Regions from separate parts of the Zea mays genome. Here region 2 is linked to region 1. Evidence: chromatin contacts called from public Hi-C data. All regions are on one chromosome and are shown on one strand. Each heading gives the region's core, a stretch centred on a gene start, on an enhancer-like site or on the middle of the called end of the contact. The rest is flanking DNA. Distances are from core to core; before and after follow the strand shown. Region 1 holds the start of LOC100275876. Region 2 holds the start of LOC100281180 (gamma-glutamyltranspeptidase 1).

Region 1 (6,537 bases), core at 2,336-4,835:
GTGGAATGAGACACCCTTGGTCAATTAATTAGGAAAGCTAGGGAGAGATTACCTTACCTAAAAGGGGAAAGCGAGGAGGCGTCGCTGCGGACACTACAGGAATCCTAACGATTCCCATCGACCAGGTTAATTCCCATCGGCCAGGGAAAAAGCCGACGGGGATAACGTGACGCCGGTCGGCTAACCCTTAACTCCCGTCGGCCAGAGCTCAGGCCGACGAGGATTACCTTAACTCCCGTCGGCCAGAGCGTAGGCCGACGGGGATTACCTTAACTCCCGTCGGCCAGAGCTCAGGCCGACGTGGATTACCTTAACTCCCGTCGGCCAGAGCGTAGGCCGACGGGGATTAGCGTTTTATGAGCAGGGGTGAGCTAATCCCCATCGGTTCACCAGACCGACGGGAGTTGAAGCTTATCCCCGTCGGCTTGTACTTGGCCGACGGGGATTACTTATTTCTGTCAACCGCCGTCTGGAATAAGGTTATCTCCGACACCTGATGGCCATCAGCTTTGGACCAACGGGAGTTAGCGAGTTACCGACGGGAATTAGTTATTCCCGTCGGTTTATAGGTTATTCCTGTCGGTTTTTAGCCGACAGGAATTAACTAGATTCCTGTAGTGAGAGTATAGGGAGGTTCTCGGGTCGGACTGTCTGTTTAGCTTTCCGGACGGGGGATTCCTATGCTTCCTTCTTCCTAAATCCGTAGCGGGGTTTTTTTCGAACTAGTGGAACTTTGGAAAGGCTTCATAGTGCTACCCTGCCTCATCCCCTCAGTAGAGATGAATGGGACTTCAAGACCCCTTGGCAAATGGGTAGCATGGCTTGTGGGTAAAGATGTGCAACCTCTGCAGAGTGTAAAACTGGTATATCAGCCGTGCTCACGGCCATGAGCGGCTCAGACACTCATATGATTAATTTATGAAAGTAAATTTAATTTGTCATTTACATCGCATTGTGGTTTATTATTAATTTTGATCTACTATTACTTTGGGTTGGTATATACTTACATTTAGTAACTGCTAATAAAATTTGACCCACTTATTAAAAGCAATGCTCAGCGCCTTTAACCATTATTTATTGATCAGTCTTACACTTCACATGAGCTCCCATCTTTGGTGAGTTTATGCACATTATTCCCCACAACTTGTTGAGCTATAATCTTTTGTGAGCTCACCCTTGCGATATATAAACCTCCCACAGGTGAAGAGCAGGTAGTTCGGGAGGAGGTCTACAACGAGGAGTACGAGCTTATCTAGGTGGCGTCTCCTAGTCAGCTTTGTAGCGCCAAAGAATAATTATTAGTTCGCTTTATTGTTATCATTTATTTTTGTAAGACACTTACGCTATGTAATACTCCCTCCGTTTCTTTTTATTTGTCGCTGGATAGTGCAATTTTACAATATCCAGCGACAAATAAAAAGAAACGGAGGGAGTAATATTTGTGACATTTATCTCTATGCACTTGGTCATTATATGTGTTGTTTTTCTTCGGCGCACATATGAGACGTACCCAGCTTTATCCCTTAAATTCGGGTGTGATATATGTTCCTCAACAGAATCTATGTGATTAGTTTGATAAGTATGGAAACATAGTTATCTCGCTTGAATTAATCATAAACACCACATCACAATCCCTCTGTTGCTATAAGGAAATATATAATCTCACTTGAATTAATCCTAGAACCATCCGTATCACATGGTTGGGTCGTCTGATCTTCCTAGATGTGGTGCTCAACAAACGGAAACGAGCATGCTGTGCTGCCCCTGCTCCCGGTGGAGAAAACACACGAGAACTCGCGACGACGCGCGCGGTAGCATTGCTTTGCGACCCGCCGCACTCGTTCAGGCACTGAGCCGAGCGTTTCCAGCCCTAAGTGTACATACAGAACAGAAGTATATGTGTATATTTGGGCCGGGTCTGATGGGCCGGCCCGAAGCACGGAAAAAAGCACGGCACGACACAACACGAAATATTTTAGTGCCGGGCCGGCACGGTCCGATATATCGGACCGGGTTTGAGCCGAGGTCGCGGCCCATGGGCGGACACGAGCACAACCCGTTTAAGGCAGGCACGAAATGACCCATATAGAGGCACGAAAAGGCCCATATATTTATTAAAATCACACTTCATTCCATAATTTCATGTACTTGATAAAGAACACAAAGCTATAGATAATATTAGTTACATGTTTTTTGTAGCTTTGAAATAGAGTATGTGATGTAATTTTATTTTTGTTATGAACATTAGATAATAAACTGAACTTACGAACTTTATATAGAGCTGATTATACTCTTTTTCTTTCTAACAAAAATGATTTATAAACGAGGTAGTCATTGCATAGCCCTAGTAACTTAATACAAATATTAAGTTTGTTTTTGATCAAATTTATTTGTCTTATCTTTTATTTGTTTTATTAAATTTGTTTTGAATTTCGGGCTCTGACGTGAATTTTGGGCTTTCGGGCCAAAAATTGAATTTCGGGCCCTAATATTAATTTCGGTCTTTTATAATTTCGGGCCGCCTAAAATAAGCCCTACACGTTTAAGCAATTACGGGTCGAGCCGTGGACCGGCCCGACACGGCCCAAAATTCAAACGTGCCGAGCCGACACGAAATTTCAAAGAATGCGGGCCTTTTGGGCTTGGACCGGGCCGAGCAGCCCGAATGTACATCTATAAACAGAAGTGCGTGGATGTCGGCTTGCAAGGTGCGGCAGCGTGTCCATTCGACCGGCATTCGCCTTTCATTGGCATGCATGCATCTCTGTACAAGTATTTCTGTAGCACAAAACCGACTGCGCCCTACAACACGGTAGGCAGCAGAACTGCGCGCTCAAACGGTCAAACCTCAAAGAGAAGAGAAAAAAAAAGTGGTAACGAAAGAAGAAGAAGAAAAAAAAAATAAAGCGAAGGAGCAGATTAGAGAAATGGAGAGGCGGAGGAAACAAAGCGAGAGAATCGACACTTGACGAGAACTCGCCACGGACGCACACTCGGGATCAGCTAGCACTTGTTGTGGATGGGGTCGGAGCCTCTGCGGACGCGGCGCTTGCTCATCCTATCGGGGTCGAACACGGCCGACGGAGGAGGGGAATACGAGGCGCCGCCGGCAACCGCGGGCGCCTTCCAGCTGGCGGACGCGTCGTCGAGCCTGCTGGCCCTGGCGCTGCTTGCGGCGGCGGCGGCGGCGGCAGCGTCATCGTCGCTCGCCGCCTTCCTTGTTGGCTGCTCGGCTGCCGCCGGTGGCGACGAGGCGCCCCGCCGGTTGCTCGTCTGGTCGGCGAGAGTGGCCGCCGGGACTCTGACGGCAGAGATCTCGGGGGTGCAGCTTAGGAGAGCAGCAAGGACAAGAGCTGGCAGCGTGAGGGCGAGGGCTCTCATTCTCTCCTCCCTCTCTCGCGCTCCCTTGCGACCAACGATGGACGGATGGAGGTGGATGCCGCCGCGCGCTGCCGACGTGACGTGACGTGCCTATCGCACCACGAAGCTTATTATGATTAGCTTTGCGGCAGGGGTAGCGTGCGGGCAGCCGAAGCTTCGACGGCCATGTCTGTTGCCTGTTGGTTTGCAATGCCGGCCGGCTTGCATTGTGCGCCTTTGTTCCGGCGGTAGATATAGGGGGGGCCACCCCCTCTGTCCCTCTCTCTCGTCTAGCACGCATCTGTATCAGAGAGACAGACGGGTGAGGCTGTGAGTGAGATCTCGCGGTGGTCCAAAAGCAAAAGGAGACAAAGAGAGGGGAGGGCCGGAGGGGGCAACACCCAACAAGGCAATACGTCACTTTTTGCATACCTGAGGTGGTGAGCTTGCTATGCCTATGTTACTATGTATCAATGTATGTAGATAAATCCATGGGGTGGCCGGGCGGGCTAGCTTGCGACGTAGTGGTAGTAGGCGCGCGCGCGCGCACACACACATCACTCACTCACTGGGTGACGAAGAACGTGTACGCGAAGAAAAGAAGAGACAAGAGAGTACTAGGGTAGAGTGCGTGCAGTTGTAGTTTTGTGTGCTCGTATTACAGTGGCCTTGTCCACTGCCGAATTTTTTGTATTTTAGCCTCTAAACTGAAGTAAAATCACGTTTAAACCTAAAAAAATTTTAAATACAGTTTTGGACCCTTAGCTCGGCGCCATAGGCCGTGGCGCCGAGCTGCGCCGAGCTGTGACGTGGCCGCAACGGCTAGTTGCGTCTAGGGCTTACCTGGCTCTGACGTGGCGGCGGCGCGGCCTCGTAGCTCGGCGCCACAGATCTTGGCGCCGAGCTACGAATTCCTATAAAAACGCCCGCGCGGCTGGCCGAGAGCAGCTCATTTCGTCCCATTTCCAAACTTCGTCAAAATTTCCTGGATTCAAAGATTTGAGTTGGTTCACTTCGTAGGCCAAGGTATGATTTCCAACTGATTCGTTTTGTATATTGGGTTGTTAGTTAAATAATTTGTATACACCTATTATATTATCATTTCGAATATTAGTTTGTGTAGACTTATTATAAAGCATAATAGGTACAAGTGATAATTATAATCGTTTATTAGATGAAAGACATGTACCGAGAGGCGTTGTGGCAGAAGAGAGGTCGTCCTCGGGAGTTATATCCGGACGTATCTAGTAAGGATGCTCCTGTTCCTCCTGAACTCCCCGTGCCTAACTGTGACTGTGGCAGACTAGCTTGGGTACATCAATCACAACATCCAGACACGGCTGCTCGCTGCTACTACCTTTGTGGCACTTTGGACGTACGTAGCTTATGACTTGTCACTTAACTTTGTTCGCATTCATTTTTTTGTAGATATGTAATAGTGCATCTTTCCATTATTTTAGGGACATCAGAAGTGTTTCTTTTTCCAGTGGATCGATGGTCCTGATAAATTTGACCCTCGATATCTTCTTTTCGTTAATTGGTTGAGTGGAAAGACCAGTCATGAGCGTTTTAAGCGTTGGGTACCTCCTCCCCCGAATCCTCCACCAATGACGGATGCGGAGAAGGAGGTAGCAACAGAAAGACGGATGGACTCACCGCCTCGATGCAATTGTGGAGACCGTGCTGTCATCGACGAAGACTATGACAAGCAGTTCTGTTGTCCGAACATTGATTATGTGAGCCCATTGATACGCTAAATGTATGAACTAGTTTTTATTTACAATAAATTACTAATTTTTTCTCCTGCAGCCATACGGGTGGCGTAAGTGTCGTTTCAGAGAGTGGTTGTATGGTCCTTTGTCCCATTGGCCAGAGCCAGAGGTAAAGGAAAAGAGATACATGGGGTGGGCGGCAGAAGAGGTCAAATTTGATCCAGTACTCTGCAAATGCGGTATTGAAGCTAAGTATGGATTAGTTCCTTCGGAGCTTGGTGTTGGATATTTTTGTGGACATATGGTCGATTACGATGAGGTTGGTATTTTTTTTTTGCACCAGATGTAATGTTATAGCGGTACTTACTATTTTTTTGTAGGAGACGAGGAATGCAGTTGGGAGAGTTACGACGACAAAGGAGAGGTGATGCGCACAATAGAGTCCAAGAGAATAATGGGACAGAAGATGCGTTGTGGATCTCGGCTCGTTGATTCGTACATTAACGATCGCATACGCGACATGCGTAGGGAAGCAAAATCTGCCTTTTATGATAGCCCGAAGCGTGCAGAGTATAGGAGGTTGAAGGCGGCAGATGAGAAGAGAGCACAGGATGCAAGGGAATGGGAAGCGGCTCAAGCCGAGAAACAGATGTTGGATAATCTTGCTGATCGCCTCAAGGGAAGTAAGTGAGATAAATGATATTATAATTATGTTAGTACAATTTATTTATCCTGACTTTGCTAACTTAATTTTCTCATTATATTTGCAGAGATTGGAAGCGGCGTAAACTATTTGGCCGATGAGGCGCATGCGAGATATGTTCAGGATAAAATGGCAACGGTTGAGCTGATGGAGGAGGAGGACGACGACACATCTAGATTGAGTGAGCTTATCGCCCTCGCAGAGGCAGGATTACATGAAGAAGAGGAGGACGACATGTCAAGGTTGAGTGAGCTCATAGCACTAGCTGAGGCAGGATTACGTGCTCAAGAGGAAGAGGATGAGTTTCTGTCACAGGCCGCCGCAGAGGTAGAGGCAGCTTATTACAAGAAGTCTGATGAGGCTGAGGCTGAGGATGAGCTATTCTCCCAAGCTGCAGATGAAGCAGAAGCCAATTATTACAAAAGAACTGGTGACAAGTGTGATGCAGGACAATGCAGCAAGTGGAATGAGGTTGTTGTTGAGGATTGCGCGACGGATGACTCCGAAGATGAGTTACTCATAGATTGTGATTCAGACTGAAGAATTGTAGCCTATTATGTAGTATTTACGTATCAAAAATAATTTAGAACTCTAAAGATGCGTTACTTATTGCTTATTATGTTTTTTACAGTTCACAAATTTTTTTTGCAAGAGTTTCCCTTGTTTTATTAACAACCACAGTTCAAATAATCACATATTATAAGACATATAAGCATTTCAACATATAATACATCACAAAATAACATCGAATATAAAAACATC
Region 2 (6,631 bases), core at 3,266-5,765, 650 kb after region 1:
CTTACCTGAAGTCCCCAGGTGCTTGCACTTTGCCTCCGTCGCACCCTCCCTGTGCCGCCTATCGCGGCCTCCCTGCTTCACTGTCACGCGGCTGCGCTGCACGTGCAGGAGCCGATCTGCGCCCCTCCGGCCGCATGCCACTCCTTGCTTGCATCGCCGTTGGACCCTATCCGAGCACCGGTCCCGCTGTGGTTTGGTTTTCTAAGTCACAGCATGTACGATTCGGGGGCACACACGTGGACATCGCAGCGGCCGGCGGCAACGAGGGCGTCGACGAGCGCCGCGAGACCCGCCGACCGGTTCCCCTCCGGCACAGGTCAGCAGCACGATGGGCCTCGCCAGCGTCCCATCTCCCGTGGGGGCATCGGACGCCTCTGCTTCCTGAGCCAAGGCCTCAGCCTCGCTAGCTGTGGCGGCGGTGCTGACCTCTGCCGTGAACGGGCGGCGGGCGGCGAGCATGCACTGTAGGTTGGAGACGAGCGCGGACAGGATCAGGTTGTGCTTCGGAGCATCCTCGCCGGAGATCGACTCCATCTGTCTTGCCACCGGAGAGGTTATTTGCAGCTTGTACGGATCTAGGCGAGGAGGACGGTGCTTGGAGAGGAAGGGAGAGAAGGTGGAATGCAGAGGGAGAACTGAGAGGAGCAGAGTTGGGAGCTGTAGATGGTGCGTGAGGCCGGTGCCGGGATGGACGCCACCTCGAACGCGTGCGACGACTCGGGCGCCGAGGTGAGGCGGAGATGTGCGTGGACGCCGGAGGCGGGCAGGAGTGTGCCTCGACGACTCGGGCGCGTGGGGCAGAGGCGTCTTGGGCCGGATCTGATGATGGCGGTGCCGATGGCGTGGGGAGGAGGGTGGGGCGGAGGAGAGGGAGGCGTGCGTCGCGGAGAGGAGACGATGGCAGAACCGTGCACCATACGGATGTGGACGCCTACACTACCATCTTAAGGAGTAGTATAGATTTAGCCGTCATGACAAATAGAAGAGGCAATAGAGGACCCCATATCAGACCCTATTAACTAAGCAAATTGCTTCCTAGGAGTACCATTGAGCGAAACAAAAGAACTGCCATAGCTCAAAAGCTTTAAAACCCAATTAATCCACTTGCTAGGGAAACCAAGACTAGCCAGCATAGCAGTAATTGTGTCGTGTTCAATAGAGTTGAAAGCCTTTTTGAAGTCTAGCTTTAGAATCACCACTTCTCTTTTAGACTGCTTGCATTGGTAGATGTACTCAAAGGTACAAGAAAGACAGTCCTAGATGGATCTCCCCTTAATGAAACCATATTGTTTTTGGTGCACGATTCTCATAACCGTTGATTGAACCATGTTGGCCATGAACTTGGACAGGAGTTTCACTATAGAGTTAAGAAGAGAGATGGGCCTAAAATCCACATGTCCGACACGATTCTGTATTTTGGGGATAAGAGTATTGAAAGAACTATTTATGACCTTGCTATCTAGTTCTCGTAGGAACAATTTTTATCACTTAAAAAGATAGCTGGCTCATATCTATGATTGAAAATTAAAGTTAGATGTGATCGTTATACCATCTTTTAAATTCCCATCCCCTACTCTCATTCAGCTATATTTCTCGTATGTCTGACCCTTGTATTTTGGATATAAGCTTGCTACGAGTGGCGGCGGCATAGAGGCCAGATGACAGTTGAACTTGCACATGATGGCACTCGGATGCAGAAGCATTAGCGGCATGTAGGCAAGACGAAACATCATAGCGGGTACAGAACGGTGCGAAAGCGCGAGGGTGAAGATTTGGCAGAAGTCAAGGCGTGCACGTGACTGCTTGCCCAAGCGCGAGGGTTGATGCAGAGCTGGGCATTGGCGACACGATTTTAGTGTGTGTGGAAAACCGTTCAAGATAGAATCTGCATGGATGGAGAGAGGATTGAAGAAGTACAATGGAGAAGACAATATGAGGACGTAGTGTGTTACAATCAATGAAGAACATAAGGTCTCTTTGGTTTCCTACCTTAGATGTTGCAACATTCCTAACCTTAGTCGCTTGAATTGTAGAACAAACCTTAAATAAAAAAGTTAGGCAAGTTGTGGCGGCTTAGGTAGAAAACCAAACAATCTACTGCGTTATGATCTATTACGGGTGTGTTTGGTTAGGTATTGGCTATGAAAAGTAAAAAACTACCTAAAGGTAGAGTGGAAACACATACATACTTATAGAAGAAAAATGCTTCCTACCCTATTCGGTTGTGGGGTAAAAAAAGGTTTCCCAAAATTATCTACTTATCGCAACTCATAGCTCAAACAAACAAACTGTAAGGGTATTTGGCATTTGACCTCCATGTTGGTCGCTCCTACATTCTCATGTTGGTAAAAATGCATAAACTTGGGAATTCATCTCCCATTAGCAGCAAATATATAGAAATCTTTGTAAGAGTGGCTTTTGAGAATATGTCAATTCATAAAAATAGCATTATGTCATAATGTTTGAATTTAATAGGATTGGCCTGTTTACTTAACAATAAAATCCAGAATAAATCTCGAAGGTCTTTTTTGGAACCCCTAAAGCTAAAAGTTAGCCAACTAATAAATTATTAGTTGAGTTGAGCTAGTTAATGAATTAATTGTTAGTTGTGAGTTAGCTAATAATTAGTTGTGTATTAGCTAGGGGTGTTTGAAACCTCTACAACTAATTTTAGCCCCACTGATTGACGTTGTAATGAGGTGAAGTCATTTTTGTCCTAAAACTTTGATGTGAAAGCCATGGATAAGATTGATGTTGTCCTGAATATTAAGCTGGTAAAAATGAAAATGGAATTACTCTTATGCAATCTTATTATGTTGAGAACATCTTAAACTACTTTGGCTATAAAAAGCTACAAGTTTTCTCCGACACTATATGATCTTATTAGTCCAATTCTTCGAAATAATAAAGGATTAGAAAGAGATCGACTGAGGTATTCTCAGATAATTGGTTCATTCATGTACTTAGCTTGTGCTAGCCAACCTGATATCTCCTTTGTGATTAGCAAACCGAGACAAATTATTGTAGATCTAGGCGATGATCATTGACATACATTTGAGAGAGTTACGCACTGCTTGAGTGGTATTCTCATGTTGCATTTGTTTTCATTGTTCATCTATGTAAGATCTAAGATATTAGATTTCTCTTGTTTCACTTATTTTGGGGTAGTTGTAGCAGGCCGGAGCGAAGCCAGATCAGTTACCCGCTGTCAGACAACTTTGTGATTCCTGTCCACCTTAAAGTTGGTCAGGAATTTCGCTTGTGCTTCCTTGATCACCTACTCTTTGTGTTCCTCAAACTCTTGCTGATCTTCGACTGATAGAGTCTCCATAGTCGGCTTGATGATGTTATTTGGAGAGACGTCGGAATTATCCTTTGAACTGACCATTGGGACGATCTGATACTCTATGTGGTTCCTCCAGCGGAGTCGTGAAAAAGTGTGTTGCCGCCGATCTGACGTCAATCACTACGAGGTGTACCGGCGGCGGTGCCCTTATGGCAGCCAGTGGCGGCCCTGAGGGTGGGGCGGAGGGGCTGCCTCCCCGGGCCCCCAATTATATAGGGCCCCGAACCTAGTTATACATTCAGTAATTAGACTATGAGACACAATAGCTTAATAGTGAAATGTCGAATAATTAGCAGTCACGAAGCGTTCACAACCCGGTCGTATTTAAACATGTTAAAAGAACTTTTAAGATAATACTATAATATGTATCTTTTTATTTATTTGTTGCTTGGTATGAACATTTTTAGATGTGTCTTGAGTTTATATATTGGTACCATTTTTATATAACAATAGTTTGATGGGCCTCTATTTTAAATTTGCACTGGGCCCCTAAAACCTCCGGTCCGTCGCTGATGGCAGCACGGACGGTCCGCGGCATAGGGTCGGACGGTCCACGACCTGCAGCAGGGAACTGAGTCTTCTCTGCGTCGAGCCGGACGGTCCGCGTGTGCAGAGACGGCGGCGTTCGCCAACATCACCTGGATCTGACCCCAAGACCAAGAGGGGTCCGTCAGGGAGGAGAGGTCATAGAGTTTGTTTTGGGATCGGTAGGTCATCCAAGACGTCTCTAAACAATATAGAGTCAAATAGGGGTGGAGATCAAGGTGAAGAAGTGTCTACTCATAGAGTAAAAAGTAAAGAACGGAAGGTATATTAATTTTAGTTCGATTTTGGTTGTTCAATCAACCGTACATCTTTAAATATATAAGAGAAGGTCTGTAGCCGTTCTTAGTCGTCCTCCATTAACTCTTATAACTTTATAAAAATAAACACACGTAAAGATATAAGTTAATTCGACTGATATGATCTATCCACGAATTGTCCGCAAGCGTAGACCGGACTATCCGGTCGGTCCAGCCGATCGCGGCCGGTGCCACAAACCGTGCTCAGCAATACAAAATAATCAAAATCTGAGATACAGCCCACAGAATAAAACCGGTAACTCGTCCTTCCAATCAATATAGCCATCTAGGAGTAGGCTTTGCTCATAGGCTCCCTCTACTCTCGTTCTCCCGCGCCATGGCGGGTAGGTGCCCAATCTTTCGGTCTTTCCTTCTGGACGGTGTATTCGTAACACTATCCATTCATTTTTTTCTAAGCCTTCCCCATCTTGAGCTCTGCAGCCCGACGTCTCCAACTCCAATGGGAGCCAGTCAGCACCGCCGCTCTCCTCCTCTTCCTCCTACTCGCCGCCGCGGGAGCGGCTGCTGCCTCGGCAGCGCCAGCGGGGCGCAGGGAGGCGGTGACGTCGCCGCACGGCGCCGTGGCGGCGGACGACTTGCGGTGCTCGAGGATCGGCCGGGACGCGCTCCGCGAGGGCGGCAGCGCCGTGGACGCGGCTGTGGCCTCCGCCTTCTGCCTCGGCGTCGTCAGCCCGGCCTCCAGCGGCGTCGGCGGCGGCGCCTTCATGCTCGTCAGGCTCGCCGACGGCACGGCCGTCGTGTACGACTCCCGCGAGACCGCGCCCCTCGCCGCCTCCAGGGTGAGTTAAGATCGTGCTTATATTTATCCTTTCTATTCGGACCTTACGTCCTTACCTCTGCTCTAGTAAATTGTCTTCACTTATTCCTCTGCAGCAACTCATTCTCTATACATAAATACTCCTTCCGTCTTAAAATATTAATCATCATAGCTATTAGTTTTTTATTCTATATTTAAATAGATGATAGAACACATACATTAATTATTTATTAATATATTAAAAAGGTAAAATAAATTTTAATTTGAGACGTAGAGAGTAATATATTAAAAATATATTTTATTTGAATTTTTTATCCGTATGTATGTATCATACTTTCAGATATTTTATATATGTGTTATTTAAAGTATTAAAATAAATAGAGAAAAGAAAAAAACTCAATTATATAATAAATAGACACCTTTTTATCTAGAGAACGGTGCTGGACAGAAAAGCGAATCTCTCTTGGATTTAAAGAGGAGCCTAGAGCCAGTAAGCTACACCGCGTGTCTGCGTGTGCGAGCGGTGGTCAAAGCACTGCCGTACTGGCAGGAATTTGCGAGCGATTTTTATTTGCGCTTGCCCATAGGAATATGTTTTTAATCTGGTCTTTGTTAGCACTTAGAGCATGTAACTGACGGTTTTCTAAATATTAGAGACAGATAAAAGACCGTATAATATAATCCTAAACTTATAAATAATAAATATAGTTAATACACAATATTTATAAAGAGTCACGTAAAGACGACCTCTTCTATAGTTAATACACAATATTTATAAACATGTTTCTTGATTTTTTTCACTAGAGACAGCTCAGAAGCCCTCCTATTCAATTAGGTTGTACATACTTTAACAGTTCGTCGATAGATGACAAAAAAAAATATTATAAGAGTTAGTTTAAGAACTTTATTTTTATAAAAGATTTTTATTTTTCTAAGGGAAATTAGTTTATTTTTTTGGAAAATAGGAATCCTTGAGAAAATATTGTTCATAAACTAACTATTATGAAAGTAAACGATTGGAGCAAGACCTGCCAGTAGAGCAGGTAGGTGGTTCACATGGTTGTTGCTTAAGGAAATTGCATTTCGGTTGCGAATTAAAAGAGAAAATTGCATCGGTTTTTTACTTGCAAAGGACAGGCATTGTCTTCGGCGTAGCAGCCATGACAGTGCTATTGTATTCGCCGTAGCAGGCGGGAAGAACACGAGGCAACAGTACAGATTTCATAGTTTTTTTCCCCAATAGAAACAGAATATTGTAGATATCCTGTACTTTCCAAACGCCTCATCAAAGGGACAAAAAAACGTGTCCCTGTTCTCCTCTCTTGCCGTGTGGAAAGTGCTTCGGGCGCGCTTTCATCCACATCTTGGTGTCCCCCACTCCCCCTACAGTGTTGCTGCGCTGTAGTGTCGGACTCTGGACCGCTGGCGAGCAACGGGAATCGGGAAAGCCGAAACGAATACCCATAGGGGTTTGATGGTTACAGTACAACATCGCCCATAGCAACTAGCGTTCCTTTTAGGCCATTGTCAGTATCAGTTTCATCATAATTTCATTTTTATTAAATTAGATGACATCTCATCATATTTAATGATATGATATAGTATTTATGATGAGAAAGATAGAGAGAGAGGGTTTCATCTAGATAAAACTTAAAATACATAGTT

The links. Hi-C and Micro-C count contacts between places; a contact is called where the count stands out from the background.
Region 2: a Hi-C map of endosperm shows a contact between it and region 1, with 2.8 times the contacts expected there. The contact joins the promoter of LOC100281180 here to the promoter of LOC100275876 in region 1. A contact is called at or near these places in 3 of 25 Hi-C or Micro-C datasets (endosperm, leaf and leaf mesophyll).

What each region holds. Positions count from the first base shown.
Region 1 is chr2:43,937,819-43,944,355 of Zm-B73-REFERENCE-NAM-5.0, forward strand. It overlaps LOC100275876, which reads right to left and starts at 3,586. Exons shown (of 1, transcript NM_001149841.2): 1 at 2,700-3,586. The coding sequence starts at 3,381. The coding sequence ends at 3,004.
Region 2 is chr2:44,587,686-44,594,316 of Zm-B73-REFERENCE-NAM-5.0, forward strand. LOC100281180 (gamma-glutamyltranspeptidase 1) reads left to right here and starts at 4,516. Exons shown (of 7, transcript NM_001154099.2): 1 at 4,516-4,532; 2 at 4,630-4,988. The coding sequence starts at 4,526. It overlaps LOC103648594 (a long non-coding RNA gene), which reads right to left and starts at 927. Exons shown (of 8, transcript XR_004856190.1): 1 at 6-927.